Linked DNA regions of Sus scrofa: all the other regions are linked to region 2. Evidence: chromatin contacts called from public promoter capture Hi-C and targeted proximity ligation data. All regions are on one chromosome and are shown on one strand. The core of a region is the stretch at or near the end of the contact, and the rest is flanking DNA. Distances in the headings are between cores, read along the strand shown. Region 1 holds the start of PAG1 (phosphoprotein associated with glycosphingolipid-enriched microdomains 1). Region 2 holds the start of ZBTB10 (zinc finger and BTB domain-containing protein 10). Region 3 overlaps PAG1 (phosphoprotein associated with glycosphingolipid-enriched microdomains 1). Region 4 has its middle 45 kb from the start of FABP5.

Region 1 (2,846 bases), core at 104-2,603, 720 kb before region 2:
TTATAAGAACTTTGTGAGATGTAGTGACATAATGTATAGGATGTATCATACATTCATAAGCTCTTGAACACCTGTGTTTCATCCTGTGCTATGAGGCAGGAGGCCAAGCCTGGACCCTGGATCTTCTCCAAGGCTCCCTTCCAGGACTAAGGTTGAGTCCAAGTTTGTTTCCTCCTACCTACCCTCCCTTCTGCCATGCACTATGGAACAATCCATCTAACCTCCCTTATTTCACTTTGCTCCCTATCCCTACCCCTCCCCTCCTGATCAGCCTTCCTCCCAGGCCAGCTTTAAGCTTCCTTTAATGATAGGTGTAAAGAATATAGTGTCTTGTATCTTTAAAATGATTTATAGATACTTCCTACTAAGTAATGAGTAATATTTGCACTACTCAGATAAATTGTTATGCATTACTTGTTGGACTTGGAGTCAGATGTCCTGAGTTGTACACCAGGCTTGGTGCTTTTCCCTGCAAAAGTCTATTCCCAGCTCCTAGGTGCTAATCTAATATCCTCAAGTTTGATTCAGACAACACTTATATCAGATCACCTTGAGTCCTCCTTAGGAATGGAATTCCAGAACCCCAGCTTTGCCCAGCGGTTGAACTGCAACCAGTGTGGGTAGGGCCTAGGAATATGCTCTGCATTTAAAAAAAAAAAAAAAAAAAAAAAGCTACTCAGGTGATTTTTGCGCAGACCAGGAGCTCTGCTCCAGATTCTAGACCACACTTACAGAAGCAAAGATTAGGTGGTCTGGACCTGCAGCGCTGGCATCATCTGAAAGCTTGTTAGAAATGAAGAATCTCCCCTTGCACCCCAACTTACTGAATCAGAACCCGACTTTTTAACAAAATCCCCAGAAGATTCTGTCATACATTAAAAGTTTGAGAAACTTTGCTGAACCCCAGTATTAACCTGGGAAGCTTTACCACCTAATGGTACCTGGGCCCCATCCTGAGAGTCTCAGGTACTTACTTACTAGTCCAGATTCTGGGGTGCGGCCAGGGCAAAAGGGCTCTTAAGACCTCCCTAAATTATTTTAATGTACAGCCAAGGTACATTGTCCCCTAAACAACCTGAGTTAAATTGGCTTTTGTGGGCTGGCCCTCCGCGCCCTAAAAATCTCTTAGAGTAAACAGTGGTTTTGAAAGGACAATGAACTCTGGTGACAAACAAGTTCAACCACACAGCTTGAGGTTCACAAAACCCTGGGCGGGAGACTTCCTGTATCTCCCCGAGAGGGAGCAGGACGCCGCGCCCGGGTCCGCCCCGCACCCCCACCCAGCCCCGCCCGGCTCGCCCCCTCCCCGCCCCGCCCTCCTCGGTGACGTGCCGCAGCGGGCCGGGCTCATGCGCACTCGCGCCCGGCGCCCCGCACCGCTGCACCGCCTCGGCGCTTGTCATTCTCCGCGGCGCCGAGGCGAGTGCCGACTGCGGTGCCTGTCCGCCAGCTTGTTCGCTCGCTCGCCCGCCGGCGCGCGGGCTGTGTGACGGATCGCTGGGGAACGGGCTGGCAGCTCTACCCCCTGCAACAGCTCTTCGGTTTTTTCCTTGACCGCCTTCCTTGTTGAGTCGCGATTCCCTGGGAGCAGGAGACACGCACCAGGGGCTCGGAGCGCCGCACTCCAGGGCTGGGGCAGCTGCAGCGCTCGGGACTGCGCGGCCGGGTGCAGCCTCTGTCGCTGTCGCCGCCGCCGCGCGGTGCGCCTTGGCGAGTGTTGGGCTCCGGGCATCTCGGAGCCCAGGCAGCTGGTGCAGAGCGCCAGCGCCTCTCCCCGCACTGGCCGCCGCCGGGGCAGTGCGGAGCCAGCCAGGCTGTGCACAGCCGGAGCGCGGGTCCCCCCGAAGAAGGCTCCCTATCGCCTGCGTCCCAGTAAGTTGACTGTAGTTTCTGAAGTTGGAGAGCGCCGTGGGAAGGGGAGGTTCGCTTTTACTATCTTCACGCCGTGGGAAGCCGGGGGTGGCCCCTCTTGTTAGCAGGGTTCCAGCTTGGGGAGTTCAGGGTGCGAAGCCGTGGACAGAGCGCGCGGGGAGAGGCAGCGGTGCAGCGCGGGCTGGCTCCAGCCTTTGCTGAACGTGCCAGTTGGAAATGTGCTGTGAGAGGACAGGTGCTCCGAGGGCATTTCGCCTGCTGCTGATTGCACATTCCGACCCCATTGAATGTGTGTGTGTGTGTGTGTGTGTGTGTGTGTGTGAGAGAGAGAGCGTGCGGGGTGGGGGGGGGCGGTTCTTGTCACCTCCATCCCAGGTCCCCAGGGGAGTGACTCCAGTAATATTCCTGGGTGCATTCGCTCTTTGGGGATGGGAGCTAAGTCATTCCTTCTCAGGCTTCCAGGCTTCCAGGCTTCCAGGCTTCCCGGCTTCCCGCGCACATCCCACTTTACTCTTCCCCCTAGGCAGAAGTTGCCACCGTTTCCGTAATTGGAGCCCAATCCTTCAAGGAAAAACAACTTATATATCAACCCAGACTTTTGCGCCATAAGGCAGATAAAATGAGAAATCGGCGCAGTGTATGTGATTTCATACACTGTAAGGATGTGGGCAAGTCTCAAAGCAGTGGAATTGAGATGATGACACTTGGGTCTCACCCTGACTGTCCTGCACCTCTTATGTAAGCCTCTCGGCAGGATAACTGTGACTCTCTGCAGTGGCTGCAGCTGTGGCTCTTCATTCCATTTGTTTAAAGTCCAGCTTGAATGTATTTAATGAAAATGCTGACATGATATAGCGCCCTGTAGTCTGAAACAGAGTGCACTCTTCGGATTGGAGTGTCTTCTCCTAATAGGGAGCGTTCGAGGAAAAACCCAGTATATTTTTCAAGGCAGCTCCAGGAATTAGACACATAAA
Region 2 (2,700 bases), core at 56-2,555:
AAAAAAGTTACAACAAATTCAGCGCTGCGATTAGAAAAAAATTGTCATCCCCTCCCCCTCCCTCCCCCATAACTTTCGAAAACTTGTTCCCAGGCTTTCAAAACCCCCACCCGTAAGATTCCTACACCTCTCTCCCAACAGGAAAGACGCCTTCACTCAGGAAAGCGGTTTCGAGGTTTTTGGTTTTTTTTAGTTGATAACCCCCCCCATACCACCCCAAACTGAAAAAGTAGCAGCAGTGTATACCGTACCTGGGCGTTGGCTTCGTGGAGTTTGTGCTCGGTAGAGACGTGGTGCCTCAGAAGGAGGGTTTTCTTGTAGTTGCGGGTCCCTCGCGAAAGCTCGTCGTGCCCCATTTGAGGCAGGTCCCCGCTCGCCCCGTCCTCGGGGGTCTTTTGGCACCAGCCGCAAGACATAAGGCCAGTATCCTTGGAATAGCGCAGCCAGGGAAAATCTTTGAGCCAGGCGGTCTGGAAGGAGCACTGGAGCTTCTGCATTAGAGACTTGGGCCGCGCGAGCGGGAAGTGCTGGACCGTCTCTCCTTCGCCAGCTCCCACACCGCTGCCCTCCGCTTCGTCCCCGCCATCGCCGCCCGACCGCCTGCTGCTGCTGCAGCTGCCGCCTTCCGCCCCGCTGCCGTCGCCCAGGCTCGCCCCCTCCTCTTCGTCCTCGGTGCTGTCGCTCAGGGACGCGCCGTCCGGCATCAACTCTTTCCCCTCCAGCGCGTCCAGCTCCAGCTCCACGGCCGCCGGCCCTCGCCCATTGAAATGCCTCAGGGGCCACGCCGAGGTCTCGGGGCGGCCGCGGCTACTGCCATTGTTGCCGAGCCCCCCGCCGCCGCCGCCGCCGCGGAAGGCCAGAGTCCGACGGTTCCTTTCCGCTAGCAGGGGGCCCCCCGCGCCGCCGCCGCCCAGCGAAGTGGGGCCGCCCGCGTCTTGGGGGAGCAGCAACTCCTTGGTCTCCTCGGAGGCGGCGGCGGCCGCCCCAGCGGAGGCCTCCAGGTCTTGGGGCTCCAGGCCCTCCAATTCCACTTCCTCGTCGGCCCCCCGCCCATTGAGCTGCTGCGGCGCTGGCGGCTGGGGCTGTCTGGGCTGGGGCTGCTGGGGCCAAGCCGAGGCCTCCCCGCCAACGTTATTGTTCACGGAGCCGCCGCCGCCGCCACCGCTGGCGGTGACCAACCCGCCTCCTCGGAACGCCAGCGTCCTGCGGTTCATTTCACTGAACGACATGGCGCGCGCCGCCGCCGCCGCCCGGTGCCCCGGCTCGCGCCCGGCCTCGGGCCGCGTCCCGCGCGCTCCCCGCCGCTCCCCCTCCGCTTCGCCCCCGCCCCCACCCCGGGCGTTCCGGTCTCGCGGGGCTCGGCCTCGCCCTCCCGCCCGGCCGCCCGGCTCGCGCTCGTTCCCGGGGCTGCCTCACGCGTCCGTCGCCGCCGCCGGCCGCCGGGCCGCCGCCTCCAGCCGCCTCCTCGTCCTCCACCCCCGCCCCGCTGCGCTCCAGGCAGCGTCCCGCGCGGAGAAGGGGGCGGGCGGCGGAGAGGTGAGCAGCGAGCCCGGGCGCGTGGGGCCTTCGAAGTTGAGAGGCGGAGTGCGGGGAGACCCTCCGCTGCCCCCTCTTTAAAGCCGCGCGCACACACCGACCCTGCAAACAGATATCCTTCCTCCGGCGCGCCGAGGAGTCCCGACGCCGCCGCCGCCGCCGGCTTCCGAGGCGGTGAGGGCGACAGGCACGTTAAACTGCCGGGCTCCGCCACATAACGAACCGACAATAAAGCCGGCGGAGCGTTTCCGTCCGACCAGGCCCTGGCGGAGGTCGAATGGCAAATGAACAACGGACCGTGCGCCCACAATGCACCGGGGTAGCAGTAACCGCTGGAGGGGGAAAGGGTGGGGGCCGGGCTGGGGGAGGGGGGCTGGGCTTGGGGCTGGGCTGGGGTGGGGTGGGGGCGCCAGGGGACCGGGAAAGGGGCCGGGCCGCGCCTCCGGCCTGGGGGCGGGGGTGCGGCCGCGGGGAAGGAAGTCGGCCGAGGGGCGGGGGACAAAAGGCCGGGCGGCGGGCTGGGGGTCTCGGGGAGGGGGCGGGCGTGTGCGGCCGGGGCCGGGCTCCGCGGAGGACAAACAGCTGGCGAGTGTCAGGGTCTGGCCGCCTCCCCGCTGCCCGCACGCACCTACCCGCGCCCAGGAGGCACATTTTCCTTCTCTCGCCACGAGTTCACCTGGGACTTTGGAAATAAACTGTGCGGTGGGAGCCGCGCTCCAGCCGTGTCATTTGCTGGGGGTGGGCGGCGGTGCCCGAGGAAGTGAACTTATTTTGTTCCTTCACAAAGACTGGACCAGGCGGTGCCTTTCACGCGAGGAGATTGCAACCACGGACACCTCCTTGTCTGGTGCATTGTGTGCGCGAGGCAGCACCTCAGGCCCAGGGCAATAATCATTTCACAGAAAATGCACCGCCCCGAGTGTCTTATTGCTGTGATGAAATGGAAATTTAAATAAAAGGTCGAACACGTGCGTTCAGTGGGAAGTATTGACATGGGTGTTACATCACCGGCAGCCAATCAGATAACCCCAGTCGTGTTTATACTTCTACAACCACCTTGTGAGTATTACAGTATGTCATAACGTTATAAATATTAGGCAGGGTTTTCCCCAGGAGTGGGGAGGAGTCTGCTTATACTGACGCCGTGTGCGACTCCGAAGAAGA
Region 3 (2,887 bases), core at 231-2,730, 590 kb before region 2:
TGAATGCCTGGATTTTTGTGCAGCAGCAGCCAGCATTGATGGCAGGGTCAGTATGATGATGTCAAGCCTTTCCAGGTTCCTATCTCTCAAGCTTCAAGGTGTCGCAGGAAGAACTGTCAAGATCTTGCTCCCAGGTGATGTTATAAAATGTTTGTGTAAACTCTAGGAGTTCCCGTCGTGGTGCAGTGGTTAACGAATCCACCTAGGAACCATGAGATTGCGGGTTCAATCCCTGGCCTCGCTCAGTGGGTTAAGGATCCGGTGTTGCTGTGAGCTGTGGTATAGGTTGCAGATGTGCCTGAGATCTGGCGTTGCTGTGGCTGTAGCCAGTGGCTACAGCTGTGATTAGACCCCTAGCCTGGGAACCTCCATATGCCGCAGGAAGTGGCCCTAGAAAAGCCAAAAAAAAAAAAAAAAAAAAAAAAAAAAAAACTCTAAAGAAGAAAATTCACCTGGGAGTCCTGTACCACCTTGTGCCCTCTGAGTGTGTTTCCCCCGATTCAGGAAAAGAGGGAAATAGGAAAATCTTAGTAATGACTGGTTTGGCAGAGAACCTTGGGCTTTAAATACTTCCGTTTCAGACTCTTTAGGGAGACCGGAGAATGCTGTGGAGAGGTTCATGTAGCCTGTGTAAGCCACGTGCTTTGCAGGTCAGAAGCCCAGCAGATGTTGGCTCCTCAGCCCTCGTTAAATGCGTTTGGTTAATGTGTTGCTCGTAAAGTGTCCTTTTACTGCATGGTTCCCACGCCTGTGATGACCAGGAAGGAGGCGTTCTCATGGGGCTCAAGGACCTCCTTATTTTGGCCATCGTGAGGAGCCAGGTAGGAGGTAGTTTCCATCGTGCTTAATTATGTGTCAACTAGGACAGCTGTAAAATGGAAATGACTATCATTACTGAGCTCAGCAGCTTCAGAGAAACTGAGTGTCCACTTCTTTTTTTTTGGTCTTTTTGCCATTTCTTGGGCCACTCCCACGGCACATGGAGGTTCCCAGGATAGGGGTCAAATCAGAGCTGTAGCCGCCGGCCACAGCCACAGCCACAGCAACACAGCAACGCGGGATCTGAGCCGCATCTGCAACCTACACCACAGCTCACAGCAATGCTGGATCCTTAACCCACTGAGCGAGGCCAGAGATCGAACCCGAAACCTCATGGTTCCTAGTCGGATTCGTTAACCACTGCGCCACGACGGGAACTCCTGATGGTCCACTTCTGTAGCGAATTTCACCTGCCATCCCATCCCAACACTACCAAATTACTGTTTACACAATTTGCAGTAATCCGAGCACTTACCCAATAAATGTGTTTGGCTAAAGAAATGCATAGTTGGGATTTGGGCTACAACTTTCATTAATTTCATCTGGTTTTTGTTTCCCTTCTTGTTGGAATTGATTGGGGGTGCCTGGAAGTCCAGGCTTATGAAGACAATGAAAATGCTCAGCATAGGCACAAACAGCTGTAACAGGTCTGTCCAGGAGGCTGCCCATTAGGGCTGAGACTAGAGTTTTACTGCCCTCTTGTGGTTAAAAGTGGCACCTGCTTTTGAAGTAGAAGGCCCTTGGTTTTTCTCAAGATCATCTGTTGATTAAAACCATGAAATGAATGGACATAAAATTATGAGCAATCATAGAGCTTTCAGTCCAAAATAGTTATTCATCCCAGCTTCTAAAAAAATCCCCAGGAGTTCCCATTGTGGCTTAGTGGTAACAAACATAGCTAGTATCCATGAGGATGCGGGTTCAATCCCTGGCCTGGCTTAGTGAGTTAAGAATCCATCCTTGCTCTGGCTGTGACGTAGTCTGGCAGGTGCAGCTCCAATTCGACTCCTAGCCTGGGAACTTCCATTTGCCACACATGCAGCCCTAAAAAACAAAACAAACAAACAAAAAAAGAATCCCAACAGAAGTCCTGTAAATTCAGGCACCAGCCTTTCTCAATGTCAAATGACAAGCTCCTACAGTGGCCTGAAATGATATAAAATTGAGAGGGTCAGGGGAGTGGGAAATGCCACTGCCTCTTGTAGAGTAATATCATCATTAAATTATAGCCTCTGGTCATGACTGTACATCATGCAGCCAATGGTGAATCCTATTCTGAAACAAAGATATTTGACGTACAACTATTAAATTAAGTCTGCTATTTCGTTAATCTTATATCCTTTGCAATACATCTGGGGCATTCAGGTGCCCTAATAAATGTTAGCTGAGGTACAGTGAATGGTCCTCCTTTGCCCTCTGTTCAGTAACTCAGAATATTTACACATGTGGTCTGACAGTGAGATAGTTTTTTTTATCTTTGAAGACATGCTGTTCTGTAATTTTTTGTCTTTTTTTTTGCCATTTCTTGGGCCTCTCCAGCGGCATATGGAGATTCCCAGGCTAGGGGTCCAATCGGAGCCATAGCCACTAGCCTACGCCAGAACCACAGCAACTCGGGATCCAAGCCTCATCTGCACCCCACACCACAGCTCATAGCAACGCCGGATCCTTTACCCACTGAGCAAGGCCAGGGACCGAACCCGAAACCTCATGGTTCCTACTCGGATTGTTAACCACTGCGCCACGACGGGAACTCCTATTCTGTAATTGAATGCAATTTAATTGAGACAGATAGAAACAGGATTGAGAGAAATAGGCTTAAATATCCCCAAGAAAACTCATGAGCAATCATCCCAAATTGTTCATATATTTCTGCTAGTATGAGTTGAATCTGGATGCTCAGAAGATATTTTACTTGCTAAAAGAATTAGCAGAAAATGGGAGTTCTTGTTGTGGCGCAGCAGAAACAAATCCGACTAGTATCCATGAGGATGCTGGTTCAATCCCTGGCCTCGCTAAGTGGATTAAGGACCCCGCGTTGCCGTGAGCTGTGGTCTAAATCACAGGC
Region 4 (3,025 bases), core at 392-2,891, 850 kb before region 2:
ATTATAAAATGTTACTTAATTTTTAATCCTAAAGCATATTTTGATGGACTAACCCTGCCAACTCAAAGCCTTGGGCCATTTTAGTCCAATGTACCTTAGATGCTTCTAAGAGTCATTCGGCCTTCTTAAAAAACTGTTCTACATATTTGTTTGCCAAGATTTTTTTTTTTTTTTTTGTCTTTTTGCTATTTCTTGGGCCACTCTGGTGGCATATGGAGGTTTCCAGTCTAGGGGTCCAATCGGAGCTGTAGCCATTGGCCTACACCAGAGCCACAGCAACACAGGATCCGAGCCGCGTCTACAAACTACACCACAGCTCACGGCAACGTTGGATCCTTTAACCCACTGAGCAAGGGCAGAGATCGAACCCTCAACCTCATGGTTCCTAGTCGGATTCATTAACCACTGTGCCACGAGGGGAACTCCAAGATTTTATTTCAGTTCTACAACCTTCTATGGAGCATTTTTTGTGTGGAGTCTTTGTGTTAGGCCTTGGGTTGGGGGAGAGAAGATACAAAGATAATATATAACATCTCACAGCAAGCACATCACCCTGTAGTGATGTGGCCACACACACAGATTCCCAGCTGTCTCCAGCACATCCATGTGCATCAAATGCTCTGCTAGAGATGAAAGGCAAGATCTACTTTACTTGCAGCCCTGGAGGAGTGTGTACAGGAAGCTGGCATTTGAGTTAGGAATTAAGGGTTGTGAAATATAAAATTGAAAGGGAGAATGTTCCTGAAAGAGGAAGAAAGGCCTTAAAACGCATGCAGGGTAATGAGTTGTCTGCCATGTGGGAACATTCAGTATGACGTGGGGAAAGACTTGGAATGAGGTGGGCATAATTGCAATGATACAATTGTTGGCAGTGTACACGAGAAGCCTAAATAAACTTGATCTTCTTCCAAGCTTTGGATATTGTATATTTAATTTATTCTGAAATACTCATATATCCATATCTCGATTTCCCATGTTTTGGCCTTTTTTTTTTTTTTTTTTTTTTTTTTTTTTTGGTCTTTTTAAGGCCATACTCCCAGCATATGGAGGTTCCCAGGCCAGGGGTTGAATCAGAGCTGCAGCCTCCGGCCTGCGCCAGAACCACAGGATTGCAGGATCCGAGCTGTGTCTGTGACCTACACCACAGCTCAAGGCAATGCTGGATCCTTAACCCACTGAGCAAGGTCAGGGATTGAACCCATATCCTCATGGATCCTGGTTGGGTTCATTACCACTGAGTCACAGTGGGAACTCTATGTTTCAGCCTATTTTTATTTTCAGTTCTGGACTTGCAAAATTATAATTATATTAGGAAATATAATAAAAATATAAAATTTTATTCAGGATTTACCTGTGCCTAGGCCTTCTGTTAAGCGTTTTCCATATATTATCTCACATGAGCCTCATGAAAATCACAGGAAGTAGGTCCTTATCCCCATTCTGCAGATGGATAGACTGAGTCACAGAAATATTAAATAATTTTCCCAAGTCACACAGATAGTAGGTAGGAATGAAAAGACATGAAGGCCAAAACTAATCACATGACTCATTAAATTAAAAGTAATTCTCAGGACTAGAACAGACTAGACCGCAGAATGCCCTCTGATGTAGTTCAACAAGGTGGCCACTAGATGGCAGAACTGGCCCACCTTGGATAGAGTTTGGACTGGGTGCGGTCCAATCTTGGAAACCTTTATGGGGTTTAAGCAATGATTAGAAACAGCTGATTCTCTCCAAATTAAGCAAAGATAGGGCTAATATGCATGCCTATATAGTTACACTTTAACAGGAAAAATTTCATTTTTCAAAATCAAGAACCACAATCTTTGATAATTTCCCACATATTTAGAAATGTGTAATCTACAACATAAAACTAAAGAGGAGTTCCTATGGTGGCTCAGAGGTAACAAATCCAACTAGTACCATGAGGCTGTGGGTTCAATCTCTGGCTTCTCTCAGTGGGTTAAGGATCCGGTGTTGCCGTGAGCTGTGGCATAGGCCGCAGATGAGGCTTGATCCCGCCTTGCTGTGGATGTGGCTCCAATTCGACCCCTAGCTTGGGAATTTCCGTATGCCGTGGGTGTGGCCCTAAAAAGCCAAAAAATAAAAAACAATTAAAAAATACATAAATAAAAAGGTTATGTCTTCTCATTTCTTCCTTCACAGAGGAGGGGGTACTAGGCGCCTGGCCTTTTTAAATGAGGCTCTTTCTGGTTTCAATCACCATGTCTTTGTCCGCTACAGTAAAAAATGAGAGTGCTACACCTCGTTTTAGGGAATGAAGACTCGCCAGGGCCTGACTTAGGCACCATATTTGTACCCTGGGTTGACTTGTACCTATTCCTCCACCCTGGGAAATTTGCAACTGTTTAACTCAGGTGAATCAGGTACAAATATTTAACAGGGATTATGCAAGAGAAACATCATCCAGGAAATCAGTTTAACAGGCAGAACCTAATGCTATCATTTGTCATCTGTTTTTCAGGTTGAAGTCAAAACTCAAGAGACCTTTGCTCAAAGAGCTAAAATTGTCCTATCTATTAATGGCATGGACTCTCAGGAAGTTCACTCATAGAAGTACCCAGCTTCTAGTGGGAATAGATCAACATGACATTCCTCCAAACCTTGAGATAAAATACAGGCTCCACCCAAATCACCATATCCTGGGGCTTCTGTGAAATGATAGGCCCAAGAGAGGGACCTTCTAAACATGGAAGGGACACATGAGGCCAAGGCGCATCAAGTTCAGATGACACTGAACCCACACAAACCTTGACCCCCTAGTTCCTGTTTCCTAGAAAGAGCATGATCCTGGGGCAATTCAGCCTCTCCCAGAACCCCTGCACAGCCCCAGTCCTGTTTAAAAGAAAAAAGAAAAAATCCTAGTCAGAAAACACGTCACTGAAGAACACAAAGAAGAATTTGTAATTCCAAAACGTGAAATGAGAGGAGGCATTCAAAGCCATGTCCAGTGAAAGAGAAAGTGTCTCCCATTGTACTTTTGCTAGAACAGGCCCTGGAGGCT

The links. Promoter capture Hi-C pulls out the DNA fragments that hold promoters and counts their contacts.
Region 1: a contact with region 2 is called in a targeted proximity ligation map of alveolar macrophages. A contact is called at or near these places in 2 of 47 Hi-C or Micro-C datasets (adipocytes and embryonic fibroblasts) and 1 of 2 datasets of targeted methods (alveolar macrophages).
Region 3: a contact with region 2 is called in a targeted proximity ligation map of alveolar macrophages. A contact is called at or near these places in 10 of 47 Hi-C or Micro-C datasets (alveolar macrophages, brain, embryonic fibroblasts and 6 more) and 2 of 2 datasets of targeted methods (alveolar macrophages and skeletal muscle).
Region 4: a contact with region 2 is called in a promoter capture Hi-C map of liver, with 7 times the contacts expected there. A contact is called at or near these places in 2 of 5 promoter capture datasets (fetal liver and liver), 4 of 47 Hi-C or Micro-C datasets (embryonic fibroblasts, omental adipose tissue, retroperitoneal adipose tissue and 1 more) and 1 of 2 datasets of targeted methods (skeletal muscle).

What each region holds. Positions count from the first base shown.
Region 1 is chr4:55,449,471-55,452,316 of Sscrofa11.1, forward strand. It overlaps PAG1 (phosphoprotein associated with glycosphingolipid-enriched microdomains 1), which reads left to right and starts at 1,354. Exons shown (of 9, transcript XM_021089173.1): 1 at 1,354-1,872.
Region 2 is chr4:56,173,032-56,175,731 of Sscrofa11.1, forward strand. It overlaps ZBTB10 (zinc finger and BTB domain-containing protein 10), which reads right to left and starts at 1,306. Exons shown (of 6, transcript XM_005663005.3): 1 at 252-1,306. The coding sequence starts at 1,229. LOC110260268 (a long non-coding RNA gene) reads left to right here and starts at 2,004. Exons shown (of 2, transcript XR_002343237.1): 1 at 2,004-2,595.
Region 3 is chr4:55,583,936-55,586,822 of Sscrofa11.1, forward strand. The region is part of intron 3 of PAG1 (phosphoprotein associated with glycosphingolipid-enriched microdomains 1); the gene reads left to right. Among named protein-coding and RNA genes, the nearest start is that of PAG1, 130 kb to the left of the region's middle.
Region 4 is chr4:55,326,555-55,329,579 of Sscrofa11.1, forward strand. No RefSeq gene overlaps it. Among named protein-coding and RNA genes, the nearest start is that of FABP5, 45 kb to the left of the region's middle.